2 separate regions of the Danio rerio genome follow, and region 1 is linked to region 2. A link is a contact called in public Hi-C data. All regions are on one chromosome and are shown on one strand. Each heading gives the region's core, a stretch centred on a gene start, on an enhancer-like site or on the middle of the called end of the contact. The rest is flanking DNA. Distances are from core to core; before and after follow the strand shown. Region 1 holds the start of diabloa (diablo, IAP-binding mitochondrial protein a). Region 2 holds the start of si:dkey-260j18.2.

Region 1 (6,497 bases), core at 2,103-4,602, 640 kb before region 2:
CAACTATTCCAGCATGTTTTACACTTCCGCAGTAAATAAATAAACTTTGTAAAAACGTCTTAATAAACATTGCATTTATTAGCATAATAAATAAGTCGATCTTTTACAAATATAAAACAAGATTGATTACATTTTTGTGGAAGTACACTGCAATATCACAACAGCCGGTGATATTTAATGGACATGAAAAAATATATATACATATATACAAATATACATCAATATTATTTCCAAAGCAACTTACATGCTGCATTAAATCACTGAATACAAGTTATTTCAAATAGATTACTTGTTTTTTGATGTTGTGAACACTCGTTCATTTTCATAATCTATACTGATTGTTAATTCAAGTCAAGGTGCAATCTGGATTCATTCAAACTTATTGTTGATTCGTTGCTCGCTACAGAAATAGCAAACTAAAGAAAGTCTGTGCATTTTGTTTTTCTAGTCTTCACGAAGGTAGGCCTCTGGAACGTCTTCCAGATCATGAATGTCAATGCTGGAGGCGTACTCGGCCATTCTCTGGATTTCTTCAGCTTTTGTTTCCGCCAGTTTTTTCTCCGCTTCTTTTGAGATCTTCCTAATCTCTTCCACTTTAGATTGAGCCACTTGCAGATTAGTCTTTGTTGCTGTGCATGCATGCTCGGCTCCTGTACAAAAATATTAGCACTGAATCAATTAATAGACCATATCACATTCATATGTACATTTTATTTATTTATTTAGGGAATTATTCACCCATTATCCACCCCACATCATTTAATAATCCTAAAGTGGTTACAAACTTATGAATTTATTTGATCACAAAACAAGACATTTCAATAAATTCTGAAAAAAAGTAGCCATTGACATCAATAGTAGGAACATTCATTAATTTTCTTGTTTAATCTGGGGTCGCCACAGCGGAATGAACCGCAAACTTATCCAGCCAGTTTTTACGCAGCGGATGCCCTTCCAGCATTCACACACACACTCATACACTACGGAGAATTTAGCCTACCCAATTCACCTGTACCAAATGTCTTTGGACTGTGGGGGAAACCGGAGCACCCGGAAGAAACCCACGCAAAGGCAGGGAGAACATGCAAACTCCACACAGAAACGCCGACTGAGCTAAGGTTCGAACCAGCAACCCAGCAACCTTCTTGCTGTGAGGCGACAGCACTACCTACTGCGCCACTGCCTCCCCCAGAGTAGGAACAAAAAATACTAATACAAAGTCAATGGTTGTTTGTTTTTCCAGCATTCATCAATATATCTTCATTTGCGTTTAATATAAGAAGCTGAAACTAGTTTAGAATAAATGGAGGACGAATAAATCATTTTATTTTTGGGTGAACTATTCCTTTAAAAGTAATAGGTTTATTAATTAAATAATTAATAATTTAATAAATAATTTATTATTATTAATTCATTAACATACCTGAATTGTAGGCTGCTTCTGCTGACAACTCGCAAATGTTGATGGCGTTCATCCAGTTTGACTCGAAGCGTTTACATTCTTCTAATTGATCACTAACCTGGAAAGAGAAAGACGAACAATGTCAATGCTGTGAGAGTGAGCTTAGATAACAAGTACGAAATCAACAAGGTCTGTTAATCAGTCCAGCTAATCAAGATCAATCTGATTGCATTAGTTCAACAGCACTTAGCAGACCTTGTTGGACAAAAAGTAAATAAACAGAGCACTTACCTCCACCCGCTGGCCAATGATGACCTGCCAAATGCTGTCCTCTTCAACAGGGCTCAGTTTCCCTATTGAGGCGATGTATCGCTTCTGAAGGCTGATGAGTGTATGTAGTGCCTATGGGGGAAAAGCGGTTAGTAAAGCCAGTTAATTTGATAATTCACTCATTAATCATCATGATCAATTAATAATGTTTATAAGTGTTACCTTGGCGTACTGTGTGAGGGCGTCCACCAGGGCTAGAGTGGTCTGAGAGAGGTACGTGTTGGCGCTGTCAGTGACCAGACATGATGCTCGACGAATCAGAGATTCATGCGAGAGATTTTCAACCTGCTGGAGAAAGGAAAAAAAGAAAAAGAAAAGATTTATTATAAACGTCAAAATAGTGTAATCATAGTGAATCATAAACATACAGCAAAGCCAGTGTAGTGTGGTGTGGTTTGCTGATTGAATGACTTGAGCCAATTCCTTCAATAAGTGTTAATAAAATTAAATAATGTTAATAAGCAACACTTTGTTTGGACTTAGTCTGATTCAGTTGATGTTGTTTGTTGTGGATTTATTTTTTAAGATTAAAAGATACAAATCAGCAACAAAAAAGGTTATCCTTTATGGTGTTTAATTTGCAAATTTGAAAAAAAATATTATAATAAAAATGATATGGGCTGGGCTAAAATAATACAGTATTTACATCATATTCCATTAAAAATGCATGCATCATGCATTAAAGGTTAAAAAGTGGATTTTGTAGCAAAATTGTAAATATATACGTATAAAACATAGGAACCCTTACCCTTATAAAAATTAACAGTTATATATATATATATATATATATATATATATATATATATATATATATATATATACTAACAACACTAAATAATGTGTATCTGAGGAGTGAAATGTGATGTATAACCATTTTTACAACGAAAACAAATGATAAACTTAGCATAGCAAAACTTCCTCAGGGAAACTATTTAAAACGTCCTATAGATTTATTTTCCTGGAAAAATTAAGAATTTACTTAAGCAACGTGACAGGTCCACTGAGATTGAAAACTGAAGTATACTAAAAGAATCGAATCAAATGCGAACCGAGTCAGAATCAGAATCATCTTCATTCAGATGAACAAACGTGTAACGTTATTATCGTTGCTGTCGCGCTCTCGAGTGTCCGTTCCTGCGGTTTGCAAACTGTCCACAACTTATAACATATATTTTAAAAACGCTTTATGAAATTAAGGTTGTTAACTACCTGTGTAAAAGGCATCGCGCAGAGCCCAGTGCCGACACTGAACGGGACTGCATTGGATCGAGCAACGTTTGGCAGGCGCTGCAGAAGTCGCTGATGAACAGAGCTGTTGCACAGCACGCTGGTCTTATCCCTTTAATATAAGAAACACACATTAGACACTGCATATATTTACATATAAAACAACTTCTCAACATCCATATCTAATTTCCAGTCTTACTTGAGAAGCTGAACGCATGCGGCGCTCATCCGCAGCACAGCCATATTTCTCCGGGCGAGCAGGAAGTCGGTCCGGCCTTTAAGAAAACTCCCACTAGCACACAAACCGCAGTTTTTAACAGCCTGCATATTGTTTAATAGCTTAATCCAAACTATAAAGAAATATTATATGTATTCCTTAAGCCTGTTTTTTTTCTGAGTGAAGCTTTTGAATGTTTAAAACTGACAGCACTACCCACCAGTATTTATACTTTGCTAATGGGACTCTGCCCCTTCATGCAGGCTATATTGATCCGTTTATTCGGACCCCTAATCTTGATTTTACTGGTTTAAGTTCAAGGAAAGATAGGGTTTGACGCAAGTGTACACACTACGTCAGCACAAAGGGCTGTGGTAAACATTATTTAGCTGTAAGCACATGGTGACCCTCTGCTCTGTCATAACACAGTGTGCGTGTATTGAGAACACACCAGACACCCAGTCAAATACGTGAGCATGCACGTCTCAGAGGTGTGTCAGAAAAACAAGCCCACTTGATAAGAAATCTTTAGTCGACAAAAATAACTGTCAAGACAACATGGGGAGCAGTAGCATGGGGAGCAGTGTTTACTGTGTTTACAGTGCTTTTGGAGCCTTGATAGCCCAATTCAATCGACCTCAACCAATAACTTATCTTTAAGCTTTGAAAAGGCACAGTGAATTGGTTTGAGCAGTTTCTCAACTGTTGTGTATCAGCTTGTTGGGAGACAATTGGACTATTTGTAAAGTTAATTCTTGTTGTCATGCCTAAATTGCAATGCAGAAAAGGAGTCACTTATGGGTGTTATAATTGGGAAAAAAAAAAAAAAAAAAATATATATATATATATATATATATATATATATATATATATATATATATATATATATATATATATATATATATGCATATTTTAAGTTTATAAATATGTTTAGTAGGCCTACTACAAACAAAAACATTTGCTATCTTATCTTATACAGTAATTTATTCACACTTTACAATAAGTTTTCATTAGTTAATGTATTTACAAACATAAGAATGAATATTACTTGTATGGTATTTATTGATAATACTTTAACATTTACTAATGCATTATTAAAATAAAAATTCATGCTTGTCAACAGTTGCACAATGACTTAGCGTGGACTAACTATGCATAACTATTTCCGTTAAGTAACATTAACAAAGATGATGCCGTTTAAAGATGAAAGAATACTGTAATAAATGTATTGTTATTAGTAAATACTGTACATGAACTAACAAACCTATTACAACCTTATTATAAAGTGTTACTCATAATTCTCAATATAGGAATCCCCAAAGCATGTAGGACGGTCTCTTTTTTTTAACCTATCATAGTCATAATTATAATAATAATTACAATTTATTATTACTTTTTGAATAATTTATTGTTAATTCTTAACTGTGCATAAATCTGTTGGCCAATATTATTGCTATTTATTTTAAAAACAGTTGCAGAAAACTGAACATTTGTGGTAAATGTTTAATGGTGGAGAAAAACGTGTTACATAAAGCACTTTTAAACACTTGTGAAAAGAAAAAAGTAGACAACAATAGTGATGAATCCCCTCAAGTGCTTATCTTAGGCAGCAGTATAAGAATGTACATGTAAACAAAGGGTTTATAGAGCTCAGGGTCCAAGTCACAGGAATACAGAGAAATCATGCACAGTAAAGGCTGTTTTGAAGTCATGATTGCATCATGCCTGAGTGGAATGCAAAGGCCACACAGCAGACATTATGGCATTTGATTGACGACATTTCTTTAATATTATTTAAATAATTGCTCTTGTTCAATGATTAGACTGTTTGACTGTAACTACATACTACATGTTTAGGGTGCATTAATAGATTTGTAATGTTTAAACTGATGATTTTATGTTGTGCAAACATTTATGTGTTAAACTTTAAGGTGATTTTTGCAGAGCAGTACTGCATAAATGAACTCGATTTGACAATGCAATGTGTAATCTTTAATAATCTTTCATGTCATGCGATTCTTATCATCAATAAATCTTTTTTACACATCTTTTAAGTCAATATAATGTAAAGGAAAAGTCTTTCTTCCACAAATAATGCTCAATCCGACCAAGAGAGGTCGCTACTAAACAATACACTGAATGCGAGAGGCACCTTCCAAAGCACTTAGTGTCCATACCTTGTCAGATTGTTCTACCTTCCATTCTAAAAGTAGGATGCACATTTTAATAATGCAATATGCTACCCATCAGATTTTGCTACCGGTGTAAAATTTAATGTGGAGTAGTTTGATATGAAGCTGTAGGAATATCACCCTAACCTACCTAATCCCTAACCACAAGTCTCCAACCCCAGAACCATTCAAATACAGTGTCAAATACAGTGGTAGCATAACCTGATGCGTAAATGTCAGGACACCGGACAAATACAAACTCTGGATATGATAGAGTGTTATGGATAATCATAATGGAGCACTTATCAATTACTTTTAAGTATAACAAAACAAGAAAAACATCCACACTGCAAAAACCATATAAATATAAATGCTATTCTGTATTGTGTGATTCATGTTTTTCCCTCCATTTATTTAAAATTACATTGATTTGGACCTTCTTTCAACAACTTTTAAGTTAACTTAATTTGAAAAAAAATTATAATATTATATATATAATATTTCAATGTCTGTACATTTTTTGTTTCTTTTCAGACTTATTTCTCTCTGTATTATTTCTTATACACTGAAAAAATCCTAGTTGCTTTAATTTTTTAAGTTGAATCATTGAGTCCATTGAACTTCTACTATGTGAAACTGACTTAAAACTGCTTGCATAACTTATAAAATTAAGTTAGAACATTATTAACTTAGTTTAATAAGTAATGACCTAAAAACATATGCTGTCAGGACTAATTGATCAAATACAGGGTACATAATAGTATTTCAAAGTACAAATGTCAATAAAAGTAACTTTGCTGAATTGACAAATTTTCAACACCAAAAGTCAACAGAGCAGAGATCAAGCTCCCATAATGCAGTTCACAACCATAAATAAACAGAAAACACTTGTTATCCACAAAATACTCAAACCTGCTAATTTACATGTTAGTGCGCATCGAATATTAAACAAAAATCTCATATGAATGTAAAGATGTTACACATTTTTCTTTTACTTATTTTTGAGTTATTCATGTAATTGAGAGATTGTGTTGTTTTTGCATCTGATAAAGTAAACCATCGCTGTATAAAATTTCTCATCTCTAAATCCATACACAAGAGGACTGACCGCTCTAGAAGTGATGCTGAATGCCAGGAAGTTTATAAATCG
Region 2 (6,827 bases), core at 1,185-3,684:
AATAATAACAGCGGGGCATTAAATAAATGCATATTTTCCGTGGAGCAAGCAATTTGAGGAAGTCAGCTATTTTTATTTGACGGAAGAAATAAACATATGATTGGAAAAAAAAGCCTATGCCGGTTATTAAAAAGAATCAGTCAGTATTTTCGTTTTGTAATATAAATTAATTATTTAAGTGAAAATAATTTAGGGCAGTCCTATTTATTTTATTCATTTTATTTAGATTATTCTGCTCTTCTGTGCTAAACACTGCAGATGCGTGAAGATGCTCTGTTATTCTGTTCTATTATTAATATGCTAACATATAAAAAATAAATCAGTATTTTAAAATGCAATATTTAATGTGTCAGACACAAAATAGACACGTCAATTTGTTTAATATAAAATTAATAGTAATCTGACCAGTTAACCGTTAATAACCGATTAATGAGCGGCGGTTGTCGGTTAGCAAAATTAACGAAATGAGCATCCCTAGCTATTTAATTTACTTTTTCTTTGTAAGAGAACTTGATTGAAAAATAATTTTCAACATGCTTGAACCATCTAAACAATGGAGTTTAGTACTGTTTGGTTTTTCAACAGTATTTTGTTACAAAGAAAACAGAAGTGGTATAGCTTTGGCTATTTATTTATTTTATATATGGCTATTTATATTGTTAATAATATGCATAGTTAATATTGTTCTTTGATGTTTAGTTTATAAAGATTTTTCAAATGTTATTTAATTAAAAATAGTTTTAAAAATCTTTTTTTTCCCACCCCACACGAAAAAAATAAAATAAAAAATCGTGATACGAATCGAATCGTGGGTCAAAAATCGTGATACGAACCGAATCGTGGGTTTGGTGTATCGTTACAGCCCTAATCATAGCTTGTTCATGTTAGTAACTGCATTAACTAACATTAACTAATACAACCTTATTGTAAAGTGTTACCAATGTGTGCGTACACTTACCACAAGCTCACGGACTGTAGAACTGACCACTTGCTTTCTGCCTTCTAAATGTGATATTTCTTCTTGCACCTTCTGTAGATTCTTCCAGACTGAAATCTATTTAAAAAATAACACTATATTTAAGTATTCACATTGATGAACTGAAATTTTCTGAAACAGTACTGTTTTAATGTGTATGTTGTGCTGCACTTAAAAAAGATTTTTCTTGCTAAAGACTTTTTGTCTTGTTTCAAGTCCAAACATCTACAAATTCTTAAAACAAGAAGCCATTTCTAGACAAGCAAAAAATATTGTCTCGTTTTCAGAGATAGTCAATTATATTTACCTTTTTCTTACAACAAGCAAAAATAATCTGCCCTTATACCCAGAAAACTTAAATTATAATAGAGGCAGACAAGTATTTATAGACCTCAGCTTGCTTCATGGCAAAAGATGTGTATCTTTGGACAAAGATGCAAAGACCGAAAATAGATAGATTCAATAGATAAGACAGATGTTGTCAAGCCTACCATTAAAAAGATAACTTGTAAGATAGCATTATCCCTGATTGTATCACCTATTGTTGTCTATTTATTTATTTTTATTCTTTTTATTTAATAAAACTTTGCAGTTTTTTTCTTAACCAGCCTAGGCTGGTTTAAGCTGTTTTTTCAGTAGGGTTGTGAATATAAAACCAACTTTATCCCAATGTGTGGTCTTACTATGAGCGGGACATCTGCTGGCCTCAGGTCTCCTCTGCGGTCCTCCAGCTCTGCTGTCAGCGCCTCCGCCTCCTCGCACACTCGCTTCATGTCCAGCTCGGGTTTGTGACTGTACCCGTCCAGCACATGCTCGTAGAGGCTGCTCTTGACCGAGGCGGAGGAGCAGGACCGGCCGGACCATCTGCAGCCACTGCTGACACCGTGTCTCGAGGACAAAAGCAGATAGAAAGAGCAAACCCGTGAAGCTACCCTTGCAGAGGACGCCATGCTGGATGGGATGACAGTTGAACTGTAGGGAAGCCGAAAGGGTTCATTTCGTGTAAAGGACTTTACCTACAAACATAAACAGCCCTATATAACTATAATTTCTGTATTTTTTTATCAAAACAATCCGGAAAAAAATAATCTATTATATAATCGAGTTTTTGTTATTATTGTTTTTATTATTGTTGAATTGATTTATCAAACTATTCACAAAATTATCAGATCTATCAAAATACATCACTATAATATTACAGGACTGCAAAATTCATACTAATACCTGTAATTTAAATAATAAAATAATAATAAGTGTTGTTCTTGTTATAATTATATAAAACAGTAATAAACACCTTACTAACGTTATGACGTAGGATAATGCATAATATATCTTTAAATGAATATTAAACCATAATGGAAAAAAATAAGCAATTATTCACATTTTAAATTGTATTTCTTTAGCTTACAGAGTAAACTTTGTGAATTGTTTTACGTCTGCAACGGAAGTAAATACTCTTCGCATCCGGTTCCAGGGCCGATGAGAAAAGCGGAAGTTTAGTGTGTTGTTCCGGCAAGTGACAGAATCCCTCAGCTTGCTTCGCCTCCAATCATGGAGCAATTCTGGCAGCTGTGAGCAATAGTGGACGTTACCGATCAAACCATCATATATTCCCCGCGGGCCTGCGCTCCCTCCACCGATCCCGTGCTCCGGCCTCTGCTAATCTGCATGGAGCGGCGGCCGTCGCGCTGGATTTATCAGGCGCGCGCGTGTTTTTCTGTGCTCGTGTGCTAAGTATGGTCAACGCACCGTAATGAGCCCGACAATTCGCGCTGAAACTACCCAGGAAGGTCAAGGCGTTGTGAACGGGCCGAAGGGTGTAAGGCCGACCGAAGCAGCGAGGCACCCGCAAAGCCTTCAGGCACAAAGTCGAACTCAAGAGTACCGCAGATTGAGGAAAATCTCCGCCAACCAGAGCTGAGCTGAACTGAGCTAGGCTGCTGCTGGGTCAACTCGCCGTCTGAGGCACATCTTCACTTCTCATGGTAATGTTTTCTGTAAATGCGTTTGGCTAATGTGTTCTTGGATTGAGGCCTTTAGCATATTTGCTAAATAGCAGTATCGCTATTTATTGAAATGTGACTGAGGACGGTTCAATCCAAACAGCTCTAACCTAATTATATATTCTCTAGTTAGATAAAGTCTAGTCTGAACTAAAATATAAGATTGATGTTAAGTTGAATTTATATTTACACTTTCAGACTTTCTGTTTAACGTTAATATAATTTCAGAAATTGTTCTTTGCGAATGCTAAATAGTAAAATAATATTAGCAGCCAATAACTAGCAAAGCACAACATTGTTTACAGGCAAATTTACTGTGCTAATGTTGTTTTCAAGTCGTACTTGCATGTGACCTCAGACCGAATATTAAAAATACCATGGTAAACGGTGTAGGGACTGTCACAAGTTGTCACTGAACCAGTATGCGAATATGAAACCAACTTTACCTTAATCTTTTTGTGGTATGCACAAGTTTTAAAACTATAAATCAAAGCTTTGCTTCTCAGTTTTGTTTGTAAACCGCTACATTTCTTTTAAATATTTAATTTGTATAAGACTAAACAAAATTGAAAAGCCAAACATGCTCAAATCATTGAACTGAAGTATAAAATACAGTAATCTGTGTATCAGTTAAAGGTGTTGTCAGCTCTGGCATTCTCATCTCAGGGTACTGATGGTCTCAGTATCTGATATGGAAAAGTCTTAATGATTTATACTCCTATTGACCTCATCTTCACTGATGTAATTTGAAATCTTCCAAAATGGCCAAAGTTTTCTTATCAACTTTAGTATGCTGAATTAAAATGGCTGATGTTCATTTAAAGGGATAGTTCGTCTAAAAATGAAAGTTGTCATAATTTACTCACCTGTAACTTGTTTCACCAGTTTTTTTTATCCGAACAGTAAAGAAGTGAAAACCTGTAACCATTCACTTTCATAATATTTGTATTGAAGTCAATGATTACAAGGTTTTCAGGGCAGTTTCTTCAAAAATATCATATTTTGTGTTTAACTGATAAAAAAATATCTCGCATTGATTTATAACCACTTTGAGGGTGAGTAAATTTTCATTTTTGGGTGAACTAGTTTTTAAAGTAAGGTGTAGAACCACTTACACAGACACACACACTTCTGTGTAATGCAGTAAACCATTTAATCCTCCTCATAAGCAGCCATATAAATAACGAATACTGTAAATATCTGCCTGTACATGTAAAAGTATGTGTAAAATCATTCAACATAGAGGCAGAAAAATATAATTTTCCTAATATTGTACAACAGTGTACTTTAAGTAAGGGTGTGTAATACTTAAGGTCTGCTATATTTAATAACGTAGTTAAGTGAGGTTAAAACGGATGTTATCAAATAGACTTTGCAAAAAAAACATACAAAGCACAATTTAGTTTTCTAGGTATATTCACTGTGTGATGAATCAAATTAGAAAGCAGTTTATATCAATTTAAAAAGTTTTATATAGGTTAATAAAAGTAAACAAGCTTTGATATTTTCGTAATCACATTGACGTTATACAACTTTTTCTTTTAATATTACTACTATTACAGCTATTGAGTGAATGCAGTTTTATTTCTGTGTAACAAAACGAAATAGTTTTAAACAAAGCTAGAGCAGTACATTAGAGCATCTCAGAACAACACTTCAGAATCTGGTATTGAAGGATTCATTTGAGTCAAAGATTCAATGACCCATTCATAAAAACAGTCGCTTGTTTTGAGTCTAAACGAATCAGCCATTTTGAATGAATCATTTGAATTGATTATTTAATGAAACACTCATTAATACCTACTGATAATTTTAGTGTAGTATTTATCCATCAGTGACTGATGTAAATCTGCCAATGAACCATAACAAAAACACACTCAGGATTTGTCTTATTGTCATTGAAAAATGTCAACAACAAGTTACTATTGTTTCCTTTGAAAAAACAGAAGTAATATTCATGTGTTTGTACATCTCCATAAATTGGGTTAGTATTATTCATCTAATTATCAGCTTATAGCTTTGTTAATGAAATTGAGCACTTTATTTTTGTATCTTGATATTTTGTTTCTCTGCTACAGATGAATACAGTCAGAGGTGGAGGGGTTACATGGAGACCACAGCCATGGAAGGATGCAGACAGAGGTGGTGGAGAGCCTCTTTCAGACAGTGACTCTGAGGAAGAGGATTTTCCTGATGACTACTCCACCCCCCTGGGGGAATATGTAACTCAGGGTGAGAGTATGGCTCTGTTTTAAAACATTGATTGATTAAATGATCTACATTTTCAATATTGGTCAGACCTTTTGGACTCCACAGCTTTAGGGCTCTATTTTGACAATCTATGCGCAAAGTGCAAAGCACAGAGCACAAAAGCATTAAGGGCGTGTCAGAATCCACTTTTGCTTTTTTAAAGATTGAAAAATCCGCTTTGCGCCATGGCGCATGGTCCTAAAGGGTTGAGCTTATTTTCTTAACGAGTTATTGGTGTGTTTTGAGAATAAACCAATCAGAGTCTCATCTCCCATTCCCTTACAGAGTCAGTTGCGTCGCACCATAGCCCATTTGCTATTAACATGGTGGACTTTTTAATTGGAAAAAATGTGCGTTTCACTAGCAAGAAAACCGTTAAACAGAGCTTCTACAGTGTCAGAATGAGAGATAAGCCTCCTCATTATTTACTTTCACTCTCAGGAATAGGGAAACTTCTGTTATGCACAGACATCTGATAGCCTATAAATAATTATTTTGTTTGTTAAGCGCAAAGATTTGTTTCAAAACCATTTCTAAATTCAGTTCTAATTTCCAGCAAAAGAATAAATAAACAAAAATAACTCTTGTGCCAAACTGAAACTAGCAAACAACAATTGCGTCGCGCCTTGTGCTGCATTGCGCCAGGTGTATGAAAGGGCCCCAAGTTTTCACATTATGAACCAGAACGGCAACAAATTCATACCATCTGTTGATTTGACTTTTACTAAGGAGACTAAATGAATGAGCTACTTGAATGAATCTGTCTTGTATTCCCTCTTTTTTAATGAATTTAGGGTTGAAGCAGCTTCTTGATGCTCAGCAGTTGTGTGATGTCACTCTTTTGGTGGAGGGAAAAAAGTTCATGTGTCACAGGTGGGTTTTGTGTTTTCTCTGAATATGTTGTGCATAAATATTATATTTTATAACTTGGGCTATTTGAAATTGTAATGTGCACTGTGCCAGTCCAAACTTCTGTGTGAGGGCCCCTGTCAGCACGTTTCTAAAAACCCTAAAATGACCCTCAACTAGGAGCAGTGTGATTAATTGAAATCGCAATTTGTACATGTGCGATTTCTAAATCGCCTTACAGCTTGATTTTTCCTCAGTATGCTTTTTAAACCAATCATAACGAGCGAGTCTAAATAGAGCACGAGAACAGGGCTTTATGACAAATAGCCTGCATAAACAGGGATGATTTGTTTAGCATGGGTGGACTTGGTGCCAAAAAAACTCAACATCTATGGTGTGGGATTACTTTGGATAGAAGGCTGGTGCATCGCAGAATCAGGTAATTTATTAGACCTGTCAGTCACATATTGCACCCTAAAAGCGCATAGAAATTGCGAGGAGCAGCACTTGCTTCAGCATTCAACGCGCTTTGCGTTCGTGCTTTTTTGTCATTACTAGGTGACCATCAACAGTTTTCTCAGAGGATGACAAACTTACAAAACATTAAAAACCACTGGGTGTTTGGGTGTTCTGTGTTTATCTGCAGTAATTAGTCTACCCAAATGTGTATATTCCATACAAAGTATGAAGCTGATCACTCAGTTTTTGTTATGTGACTCGTGGTGCGATTGCAGCATTCTGAAAGTAGA

The links. A called contact is a pair of places that touch in the nucleus more often than the background predicts.
Region 1: a Hi-C map of hematopoietic stem cells shows a contact between it and region 2, with 3 times the contacts expected there. The contact joins the promoter of diabloa here to the promoter of si:dkey-260j18.2 in region 2. A contact is called at or near these places in 4 of 18 Hi-C or Micro-C datasets (caudal fin, embryo, hematopoietic stem cells and 1 more) and 2 of 4 datasets of contacts at active chromatin or transcription factors (caudal fin and embryo).

Annotation. Positions count from the first base shown.
Region 1 is chr15:17,312,972-17,319,468 of GRCz12tu, reverse strand. diabloa (diablo, IAP-binding mitochondrial protein a) reads right to left here and starts at 3,352. Exons shown (of 6, transcript NM_200346.1): 1 at 3,159-3,352; 2 at 2,942-3,071; 3 at 1,895-2,020; 4 at 1,694-1,804; 5 at 1,424-1,520; 6 at 60-650. The coding sequence starts at 3,286. The coding sequence ends at 445. The region is part of intron 1 of c2cd3 (C2 domain containing 3 centriole elongation regulator); the gene reads right to left. It overlaps si:ch211-24o8.2, which reads right to left. Exons shown (of 2, transcript XM_009291569.4): 2 at 4,675-6,497. The coding sequence ends at 6,354.
Region 2 is chr15:16,668,192-16,675,018 of GRCz12tu, reverse strand. si:dkey-260j18.2 reads left to right here and starts at 2,434. Exons shown (of 5, transcript NM_001079948.2): 1 at 2,434-2,961; 2 at 5,058-5,211; 3 at 6,024-6,102. The coding sequence starts at 2,959. It overlaps sars2 (seryl-tRNA synthetase 2, mitochondrial), which reads right to left and starts at 1,980. Exons shown (of 16, transcript NM_201179.2): 1 at 1,660-1,980; 2 at 959-1,054. The coding sequence starts at 1,926.